Regions from separate parts of the Oryctolagus cuniculus genome. Here region 2 is linked to region 1. A link is a contact called in public Micro-C data. All regions are on one chromosome and are shown on one strand. Each heading gives the region's core, a stretch centred on a gene start, on an enhancer-like site or on the middle of the called end of the contact. The rest is flanking DNA. Distances are from core to core; before and after follow the strand shown.

What was found. A called contact is a pair of places that touch in the nucleus more often than the background predicts.
Region 2: a Micro-C map of ear pinna shows a contact between it and region 1, with 4 times the contacts expected there. The contact joins two enhancer-like sites. A contact is called at or near these places in 3 of 6 Hi-C or Micro-C datasets (ear pinna, psoas muscle and skin fibroblasts).

The regions. Positions count from the first base shown.
Region 1 is chr19:46,775,644-46,781,335 of mOryCun1.1, forward strand. The region is part of intron 5 of AUTS2 (activator of transcription and developmental regulator AUTS2); the gene reads right to left. Among named protein-coding and RNA genes, the nearest start is that of GALNT17, 330 kb to the left of the region's middle. Within about 2 kb of position 2,123, at least 5 of the 8 cell types and tissues checked have an H3K27ac peak or open chromatin away from gene starts, as enhancers often do. A contact at or near this core is called in ear pinna, where this site is marked.
Region 2 is chr19:46,858,526-46,863,684 of mOryCun1.1, forward strand. All of the region lies in intron 5 of AUTS2 (activator of transcription and developmental regulator AUTS2), which reads right to left. Among named protein-coding and RNA genes, the nearest start is that of GALNT17, 410 kb to the left of the region's middle. Within about 2 kb of position 3,121, at least 4 of the 8 cell types and tissues checked have an H3K27ac peak or open chromatin away from gene starts, as enhancers often do. A contact at or near this core is called in ear pinna, where this site is marked.

The sequences.
Region 1 (5,692 bases), core at 873-3,372:
AGGAATCAGAGTTTTCCAGCTAAAAACTTCTAGATGAATATTTCACCATTCTTCAATTAAAAAAAAAGTATCCCTCAGAAAAGTATTCTTAGAATAACTGTTACATTCATGGTTTAAAAATTAAACTCAAGCTGGTATTTGTGAAAGAAAAAGTGCTTATGAAATCATTTTACCAAACTGAAGCAACCATTTAGGGATTACTTATTAAAAAAAAAAAAAAGCAGGTCTAAGTGGCACGAAGAAAGGAAAACAAATTACTGTCCACTCAATGCAAAAGGCAGAGATAGGCAGGGGAAGGGAAGTTTGCATTTGCACAGAGAGTGTGTGTGCACCAGGAAGGTACAGCTCTGCTCGGAGGCTGCGGGCGCGCAGGCCTTCCTCCTCGGGAGTGCCACCTTTGTCAGCTCCGCTGGGGCTCGGCAAGGTAGTGTCACCAGACAGTGAAGTGATCCTGACGTCCCCAAGCAAACCCGAGGATGTGATTCCCACCGTGCCAAGCAGTGAAGTTATTGAGGAAATGGGTCTGGCTTGGGAGCATGTGTTCTAGCAAAAGCGTCCTGGGCCCTTTAATTCACTGATAGGTGTCACAAAGCTAGAAATGACGCCGCCTGCAACGGGGGGCAGAGGGCGGCTCCAGGAGGCCTCCAAGCTCAAACTCCCCAAGAGGAGTCGGCGCCGCGACTTTGGTTGCACTTAATAATGGATTCAGGAGCGCGCCCAGAGCGCAGTCAGGGGTCGGACAGGCGCTCCTTCGCGGAGGGTCTTCAGTGGAAGCCACACGGATATCCCCCTCTGCTTTTCCTCAATGAACTTCCCTTCTAGTTAAGCCTCCAAAATATTTGTACCAATTATCTGCCTCCTCGGCTCTTCATCTTGGGGACGTTTCCATATCCATTACGCTATTTTTTTTAAATTCTGCATTTCCTCCTATTACCTGTATTTTTATTTATTTATTTTTTTTTCTTTTTCTGTTGAATCGGGAAGGGCTGAAGGGCGCGCGGAGCCGAATCTGCAGGCGAGCGCGGGGCGCCTGGACCCGCCGCGGACCTGACGCTTTCTTTGGCCTTTTTTGCTCTTTGCCCCTCGCTCGGTGTCGGAGCGTTAAGGGCACGGAGAGACTGCATCGAGGATTGACAGAGAAACAAAGCTCTCTTTTAGCTTTTCATAATTAAAAAAAAAAAAAAAAAAAAAAAAAAAAAACACTGCAAGGCGTAGTTGGCGTCTGCGGAAAAGTTCAGTCAAGCCGACTAGCCAAAGGAAACGCGGCGGGCGAAGGGAGTGAGAAAGCCCTGGGCGCAGAGCCCGGCCACCTCCATCCCCTCCGGATGCAGACCCCGAGGGCCGCCCCCCGCCCCCGCCCCGGCTGCAAGAGGGACTTTCGAACAGGCGAAGAGAAACCTTCTCGAAACTTAAGCACGACTTCCTTGACCAGCTGCCGATCCGAGCCCGGATTCCCTTTTGCTTCCCTCGGCACCGCGTGCCGACTGGGACCCCGACCCCCGACCCCGGACACCAGCCAGCCGTGCAGCGCCCCGGGGCCCCCAGCCCGCGGCGGGCGGGCGCAGGCCTCGACCCGGCCCGGTCCCGGATCCGGCAGAGCCCCGCTGGACTCGCCTCCGGCCCCTGGGCCCTCCCGGGCACCACCGCGCTGCTCCGGGCCCCGCGCCACCGCTCCCGGGCCAAGCCCGGCCGGCCGAGGAAGGAAAGTACAAAGGCGGCGACGGGGCCGCCGAGGGGGGGGGGGGGGCAGGGAGAGGAGGAGGAGGGGGACGGAGGGGGCTCGGGCGCGCCAGACGCGAGGAGCCCGCCCCTGCCACCCCTGCCCGCGGGCCTGGCCGCCGCAACAAAAGACCCCCGACCCAGCCGCCTCGCTTCCGACCGAGGGCGGCGAGCGAGCCGCGCCCCCGGGGGCTGCATTACCTGGTCGCAAAGGGTTAAGCGGTCCTGTCAGCCCCAAGTTCATGGTTTGGGTCCTTGGCAGGGCTCTCGATGGGTGATCATCAGAAACCAGGGGGAAAACACCAAAGCGCACGGAGAGAAAACGCCCAACTCCAACCCGGCTCGGTCCGCCAAGAGTCTTCCTCGCCAAAGTCTGAGAGCGGATGCAAGCGAACCAAATCCGAACCGGAGTCGCAGCAGCCTTCGGGCGGCCGAGAGCCAGCGCCGCGCGCACACATCCAGTGCGGCCGAGTCCAGGCGGGCGGCGGGAGGGCGCCCGGCCCGCGCTCGCCGGCTGCCTCCCTGCCGCTCCTGCGGCGCACGGGGCCGGGCGGCGCGGCGGGGGGCTCGCGAGGCGCGTCCCGGGCCGGGAAGCTGGCGGGCGAGGTGGAGAGGTGCGGCCCGAGCCGCCGCCGCGGCGCGCGGAGCTAGGAGCGAGGCGGCGGCGGCGGCGACAGGACAAAGGAGACCATGTGCGGAGGGAGGGAGGAGGGAGGAGGAGGAGGAGGAGAAGGAGGAGGAGGAGGGCGCGCGGCGGCGGCGGCGGCGGCTGCTCCCCGGCGGCCGCCTCGGGCTCCCCGACAGCGGGTCCCGCCTCTCCAGCAGCGCCGCGGGCTGGCTGGTCCCGGGCCCGCCGCCGTCGCAGCGGCGCTGGAGGGGGACGCTCCGGGAGTCTTTGATTTTGTGTCGACCTCGCCGGCGCGAGGCGGCGGGAGGCGCTGCAGCGGCCGGGGCGCCGGGCGGGCTGCGCGGGGCCGCCGGCGCCTGCTGGCCAGAGCTCGCGGGCAGGTGGGCGAGCGCCCGGGGCTGGCTCAGCTCCGGCCCGAGCTCCGCTGGCGGGCGCCTGCTTCTCCCGCCGCTTCACGGCTCAAGTGAACTCCATCGGCGGCCGCCGCCGGCGCCGCGGGCTCCCGGGCTGGACGGTGGCAGGAGGGGGCGGCGGCGGCGGCGGGAGGGAGGGGGCGCCGGGCTCCAGACTTCGCTCCCCGACTGCGCCGAGCGCGCCTCTTCCAGACGCTCGCAGATCTCGGAGCGGGACTTCCTCGGCGCGCGGAGCCCGAGCCGCCCGTGCCACCGCCCCTCCTCCGTGCCGCCCCGCCCCGCGCGCCCCGCCCCGCGCCGCCCCTCCTCTCGGCCCCGGCGCCGGGTCGGCCCCGCGGGGGCGCAGTCCCCGGGCGCGACATGGACAGCTGTTGCTCCCCGCGCCGCTCAGGCCCTTGGGCCCCGAGGCTGCCTTCCCCGCGGGCGGATGCGCGGCGGGAACTGCAAACCTCCGCGCCTTCCCCGCGGTCGCCGTGGCAGGGAAAGGCCACTAGGCCCGCGGCCCGGGGGTGAACTGCGGCTAGGCCGGTCACATCTGCAAAAAGCTGGCTCACTGGGCAGTTGTGAGGGGTCGATGGGAGTCAGATATGTCAGAGTCCTGGCACTCGGGGGGGGGGCGCTTAGCACAAGATGATTACATTGTGGCACCTGGGGAGGGGGTGGGCGTGCGCACAAGATCACAGTCTAGGTATTAAACAGAAGGGTCTTCATCTAACCCTGCCCCCACCGCTCAGGTGGTCAGCGTTTATGAGAAGTCCAGTACATTTAGAAATCCTCCCCTCTTCCCAGTTCCTCAAGTCCTCTACCGTTGGTACACTTCCCATCCACAAAGTGGAGCCCACTTGGGTCCCCTGCCTTCCACCAAAGGATGAGAGTAAGACCCACACCTCCTATGTGGGCAGCAGTTGTATTCTGCCTTCTTTTCCTTTATCATCCACTGCAGCGCCTCGTGCAATGGGCCAAAGGACCACAAATGGACCCCCAGTGGGCCCCTGCACCCTGCTTCCACCAGAACCCACCCAGCTCCCGCTGCCCTGCCTGGTGGGCTCCCTTGGTGGAACGCTGGTCTCCTTTTCTCTCCTAACCACAGCCACTAGGGGAAAGGTACCACCAGGCCATACGAGGACAGAAAACCGCCGAGGACAGAAAACCGCCGGAGCTTTAGATACACATCTGCAGCCGGAGCAGGTTCCTCCTTGGTGAACAGGAAAAGCCACCGCAGAGGGAAAGCAGGGGTAGGTTGCAACAGCCACAGCCAGTGCACTGAGGAGGGGAGAGACGGAAGCTTCCAATGCCACCGTCACCAGCAGTGGGGCTTGGGAGAGCTGAACACCACATCCCAATGACACGGACGAGGCTGCTTTAAAGGTATGGTATCCATTCCTTACCTCTTTGAAGTTGCATATTCATCACACTCTGATTTCATGGCACCCTGAAAAACCTCTCAAGGAATGAAAAGGGTAGGGGTGCTTGCTGCATGGCATACCCCCCCCACCGCCTCTCACATTATTAATTTTGGAGATAAGAGGCCTCAACACCCAGCACCTGCAAGAGGTGGTGTTATGAAAGGTTCTCTTTTTTCCTTTTAAAGATAGGTGATAGTGATTCTTCTCCAGCACTACCTCCAGAGAAGTCAGAAGAAATGACACTCAGAAGGTGTAAGTTTGGAGACAGATTTTTCCAATTGCTTACAAGATGTTACAAAAATCAGTTAATGGCCTTAAGCTAGGGGGCATTCATTCTGAAGCTGTTTCTACAACACTGGGATAGCTCGAAGGGAAACAGTAAATTTTCAAGGAAAGACATTAAAATGTTGTTTCTTTTAGAGCAGTCAACATGGGACAGTTTTCTAGTTGCTCTAATGAAATCAATATTACAGGAAAAGCCCTGCCTGAGCTCCCAGGCAGGTCTCCCACAGGGGAAAGTGAGATGTACAAAGGTGGCAGTGACTTAGCTGACCTGCTCCTCTGACCGCTCAGACCCCTGGGATGCTTTCCTGACCCTTATCACGCCTTGCATTAGACTGTCCTAAGTGGTGACTGGGGAGGAGGCCTCGCATGATGGCCCGGGCACGTATGCACATGTCCCGGGGTCTCGATGACCTGGAACCAGGTAGAACCTGGGGCCATCAATAGTCAGGCCTCGGGGGCATCCACAGAATGCAGCAGCCACATGGAGTCCTGCTCCCCTCCCAGCCCCTGCCAGTCTGCCACCTCTAGTTTGCCTCCCGTCTTAACATTCTCCCCCACCTCGCCACCATGGGATGTGAATTGAGTCTATTCTGACTGATTTCCAGGTGGGTCTGTTCCTCCTGCTTTTTGGAAGGTGGTGAAGGTTCCCATGTCAACATCAGAAGGGAATAGGTATACAGCAGCATCATCAGTAAAAACAAGGAAGACAGAGCCCAGTGCTGTGGCACAGTAGGTTAATCCTCTGCCTGTGGCACCGGCATCCCATATGGGCACGGGTTCTAGTCCTGGCTGCTCCTCTTCCTATCCAGCTGTCTGCTATGGCCTGGGAAAGCAGTGGAAAATGGCCCAAGTGCTTGCCCCCTCCCCCCCCCCCCTTGCACCTGCATAGGAAACCTGGAAGAAGCTCCTGGCTTCGGATCAGCTCAGCTCCAGCCATTGTGGCCATTTGGGGAGTAAGCCAGCAGATGGAAAATCTTTCTTTCTGCCTCTCCCTCTCACTGCCTGTAACTCTACCTCACAAACGAATAAATAAATAAAATCTTAAAAAAAAAAAAAAAAAGGAAGACAGAGGGGCAATTCTGGATAATCCAAGTATCGGGTGATTGGATCCTGGTCAGAGATCTGACTTTGAAGAATCAGGAAGTTTCATTTCCTCCCTCCCCTTTCCCTTCTTTCTTTCATCTCTCTCTCTCTTTGCCTTTCTTCCTTCAATTTTTTCTTTCTCTCTCTCCCCCCTCCCT
Region 2 (5,159 bases), core at 1,871-4,370, 84 kb after region 1:
GGGTCAGAGGAGAACTGAGATGGGAAGCAGAGCCCGAGGTGCTGGGGGCTCCGGGGAGGCTGCTGGCCAGTGGCCAGCCCTGCTGGGGCTTCAGCTGGACTCACAGGGGTTTGAGAGAGTGTCAGGGACTTTGAAAGCAGCAGGCCTCCTCCTCTTACAGCCCCACAGAGATAAAGTGACCTGTCCAAGGAGGCAGCGAGCCCAGGCTACCTGGCCTTGCTCCAGTCTCAAGGGACCAGCCCCAGCCACCATCAGACTCATTAGTGTCTTGTTCTCCCGACCAGCGAGGAGCTGCCCGCTAACTGGCGAGTGAGAAGCCTGGTAGATGTAAGAGGCTGGTGAACAAGGGAGAAAAATCTACAAACTTGTTGATCTCAAAGCCTCCTATGAAGGTTTCTATAAAGCTCTGGCGGAATTTATTTTTGCTTAGGTTTATGTCCCTATTTTCCAAGTTAACTTACTTCATGGAATAAATTTCCGAGAGATCATGAGCATAAAAGACAATCATTTTAAATGGAGATAATGGACAAAAATGTCTGCTGGCATTGAGGAAAATTTCTGTGTGATGTGCCAATGGGTAAATTTCCTGGGGGTGGGGGAGGGGAGGATGTAGCTTGAGAACAAAGCATAGGAAAACACGAAAATATCAGTAAAAATGCAGTTCACAAAACTTTAGTGGCAGGGCTGGCGCTGTGGTGTAGCGGGTAAAGCCACCACCTGCAGTGCCGGCATCCCAAATGGGTGCCGGTTCGAGTCCCAGCAGCTCCATTTCCAATCCAGCTCTCTGCTGTGGCCTGGAAAAGCAGTCCAAGTCCTCGGGCCCCTGCACCCGCGTGGGAGACCTGCAAGAAGCTCCTGGCTCCTGGCTTCGGATTGGCACAGCTCCGGCCTTGCAGCCAATTGGGGAGTGAACCAACGGATGGAAACCTCTCTCTCTCTCTCTCTCTGCCTCTCCTTCTCTCTCTGTGTAACTCTGACTTTCACATAAATGAATACATCTTAAAAAAAACTTTTGTGACCCCAAACTTAACAAAACTCCCAAGCCTTCTCCTCCCCACTCGGCCTCCTCCCCTGCCCTCCGCCGGGTCTCTCAGGACCCACACATAGCGTCTTCTGACTCATCCCAAGAAAGGTAAGCTCACCAAAGGCTCTGGTCCCACCACCTCGTGCACCCACGGTCACATGGGCAGGAGTGACTCAGTCCTCTAGGCCCACAGAGCAGGTGGCGCATAAACCCAGTGTCTGAAGAACAGCAAGGACTTCTCCTTGAAGGCAGACGTGACGCTAGGAGCTACAGCAGACACAGTGTGACCTTGAGGTAAAGGCCTGGGAAGTCTTCAAGATGCTAGTCTTTACCCTGCTAAAGCAACACCAGAAGCCACCTAACCACAGCTTTCTCACAGTCAGGCGAGGAAGCAGGCACCGCCATCGATTCAGACACAGCTGGTCAAGCTTTCTGCTCCTTGGGGCGGAAAGCACCCCTGGGTGACACAGCCCATGAGTGCTGGATCCTCTTTTCTCTCCCCACCGCCGGTCTCCATGGAGGAAGGGCCTGGTTTCTGCTAAAGAAAATTCTCTGCTCTTAACTCTGTTGCTTAAGGTCTCCTCTGGGACCTTAACCCATAATCCCCCCACTTCCTCCCTGCAACAAGTCCTACGGCTCAAGCCTAAAAACAAGTCCACATTTCTCCAGTTTTTCCGTTCGGCAACCATATACGGGGCATCTGTGGTGCGCAGGGCACGGTATCAGGGACTGGGGGCTGAAGCGGATGTAAAACGCACACAGACCTTGCCTTCATGGAGCTCAGAATCATCAGACAATCCCACCATTAGTGCAAGGCCACACAGCAGGGCCCGTGGAGTCCACTGGCAGTCACACCAGCTCTGTCTAGGGTTGGAGACAAATACATCCTTAACCGTGAGGCAGGGAGAGCGGTGCCACGGTTTGATCCTGGGCCCTCCAAGTGGCAGTTCTGTGACGCCGAGAAGGCTCTCAGCCTGCTAACCTCCCCTGCCACATGGGACTCGTGGCCACACCTCCCTCTCCGCACTGGCTGCAGAAGGAAGTCCCCCGAGTGAGAGTTCAGCCCAGGGCTCATCACACAGAAAGTGCTTGCTAGTATTACTGCTTATTATTACTAATACGTTTGGCACTGAGGTCTGATGAATGGAATAGGGACATTTTGAAGAAGGTATACAGAAAGCAATTTATGCATGCCCTCTTTCCTTTTTCCTTTTGGAGAAATCCCTTTAATGAATAACTTCCAGTAAAAGAAAAGTTTCTAAGCACGCTGTCCACATGCCTTGTCCCCAACATTATATTAGGAACCTTGTACACCTGTTGCCCTCCATCTAAGTCAACCAGGGACCACATACATGATGGTGTAAGGATGGCTCCTGGGTGGAATACATGCTATTCCTCATTTAAAAAAAAAAAGGCACAAATCTTACAGCACGTACTTTCTGGGAGGCAGGGCTGGAAAATCTTCCTAGGCTTGGAATGTCCACGGAGAAAACTACGTTCTTCCCAAATGTGAGTGAGTGGACAGAAGATGGTGCTTCCCAGGGACACCTCTCGGGACCCTGCTCCCTGGGCCCCCGGCCTCTGGGTCCAGGGAGGGACTCTCACTGCAATGGAATTGTATCTAGCAGTCGGAGTGTTGGGAAGGTATGCTGGGGCCAGGAAACCCATCAAGTTTGGGATCCAAAGATCAGCCTGTTTATTCTTTCCCTGCAGGCATTTTCCAACGTGTATATGCAAATCCAAGAATTCTAGCCTACCTCACTGCAGCTCTGTCACCGCAGACACCCACGACCCTACCCCATCATCCACAGCAGACACACCAGGGGAATTTTCCTGGTGTCACTGACCGGAGAGCCTGGGACACAGAAAAAACAAAGGGGAAGTGGTCCTACTTGAAAGCCCCATGCGGCCGGCCAACTGTTCTTTGTCTAGCACTCGTGGCTTATGTTTCTAGAGAGCCACGCTGGCTGCCTGGAAAGGCCCAATCAGATGAGCTGCAATGTCTGCGCCGTGAGTTCAGCCAGTGTCCAGTCTGCAGGGCAGGCAACAATGCATGTGTTCCAGGGCTCGGCCGCCTGGGGTGCTGGTGCAGGCTGGCCCTACAGCCGGCTGGCCTCTGGGCCCCTGCCAGGCTGGGGCCTGCCAGGGGAAGTGAATGCGCTCAGCACGACAGTGCCAGCTGGCCGGGCTTTCTCCCCGGGGGGCCGGCTGTAAGCACAGATTACCAGTGACTCTGTTCAGTTCTGCGCCCCTGCTCCCCGGGGAGAGGCGCATCACGGCCGGCATCAGTACTAATAGGCTCTGAAACGGTGGGCTAAGCTTGGGAAGGCCACGGCGGGGTGGGCGGGGCGGCAGGGGGAGGACAGAGGCCACGCCTCCAAAGCCAGCAGCTGGCTCCCAGCCTGCGCAGGGAGCTTTCTCTGTACCACATTGGCAGTTCCTGCCCGTGGCAGTGCAAACTCCTTTAATTCCTTTCCCGCTATTTACTGCCCACAGCAGAAAGAACCCCCATGCCTCCGCAGAGCCCCGCCACGGCAGTCCCGGGGAGCCACGAAATTACACAAGACAAAGTCAAACTTTCCTTTGCTTCATTTCAAGGCCCTGTGACTGTGTGAAGTCATGTGAGCTGTCACAGCCAAGGCGTTGTCATGGAGACGGTAGTGGTTGCATAACTGATGTCGGTCCCTACTTTCATAAAAAAAAAAAAATAGTAATTTGAAATTTTATGTATAAGACCAGGTCATTAGACTGAGAAATTAAATTGATAATTTCTTCTCTCTTTGTTCCTCCCTGAGGAATTTCTGAGGCGTGCTACAGAGTGGCTTGGATAAAGGTTGGGTGGGATTTTGGCCTTAAAAACATCAACTGGCCAAAGAGGATGCGCGGAGTAGCCAGCTGATGTATCTCTGGCTTGTAGATGGTTTTTCGAAGAAACAAAGATGGCTTCTTCCTCAAGTTCACTTCCGTGGTCCCCTAATTGGCCCCCCACCCACTACCTTAGCCTTCACTTGGGGTGTGCGACAGCTCAGCAAAGAGCCCCCTCCCTGGTGTCCTTACTCCTGGTCCATCCCTGGGGCCAACGCTGTCCCAGCGGGACTGAAGGAGACCGAACTCCCTCAGTAATCCTCCCCCTGCTCCCAGGGGGCTGGCCTCTGAAGTCCCCAGCCCGGGAGGAGGGAGACTTAATGAGTTCTCACTGGGGTCAATCCCTAACAAAACACACCTAACACAATACCCTCCTCATCTCCTTTCATAATATGTAGGCAAGCTGTCATCAGGATCTACTGTGACACTCTGAAAATCTAATATTACTTGCAAAAGAGCATTCTATATTCTCAGCGGAAATGTCTCTACAGACTTGATTTCAGTGGCTCAATCGAGAAAGAGATGATGTACTTTTAAGGGAAAAAAAATACACACACACATGTACATATATGCCTCTCCAACCTTTTTTTTTTTTTCTCTTGCTATTCTGGGGCTTGTCTTTAATGAGCAGCTCCAAATGACAGCTTTAATCACTGCCTCTGGCCACTGAAAGAGGCCGCTAATGATAGGAAAGAACATAGGGCCATTTGCATCAATCAGCTCCAGTCTAAATCACTTTTTATGATAATGCACCCAAGCGAAGAAGAAAGTCTCTGATGTCGCCTGCATGATGATGTACCACCGGGCTGTCTCCCCAGCTCAGACCTCCACATAAATCTCTTAAAGAGACATGCACCCCACCCTGGTCTGCCCGCCCAGCACTGCCCTCATTTTCTACACCATTAATGACCCACCACCAGGGCAGAGTCATGAGGGGCTAAGCAATCTGTCCCTGCAGATCCTGTTCTTGGGGATATACCCTTTGATTTAAAAAAAAAAAAGAGAGAGAGAGAGAGGTGAGCAGAAGAAATACATCTTAACCCAGCTACAGCCGACTTATGGCATCATTTCGTTTTTCAGCCTTCCAAAGGAAAATCAAGATGGACGTGTTGCCACACTTGATATCTGTTAGTGTCCTTGAAATGCAAGGTCATGTGTGATACCAACAGCGAGGAGGTTTGAGTTTTGGCCCTGTGCTGACTCGGGAGGTCTTGTTAGATTTATTGGGCCTCAGTTTCCTCAACTTTAAGGCAATACTAGGTCATCGCCA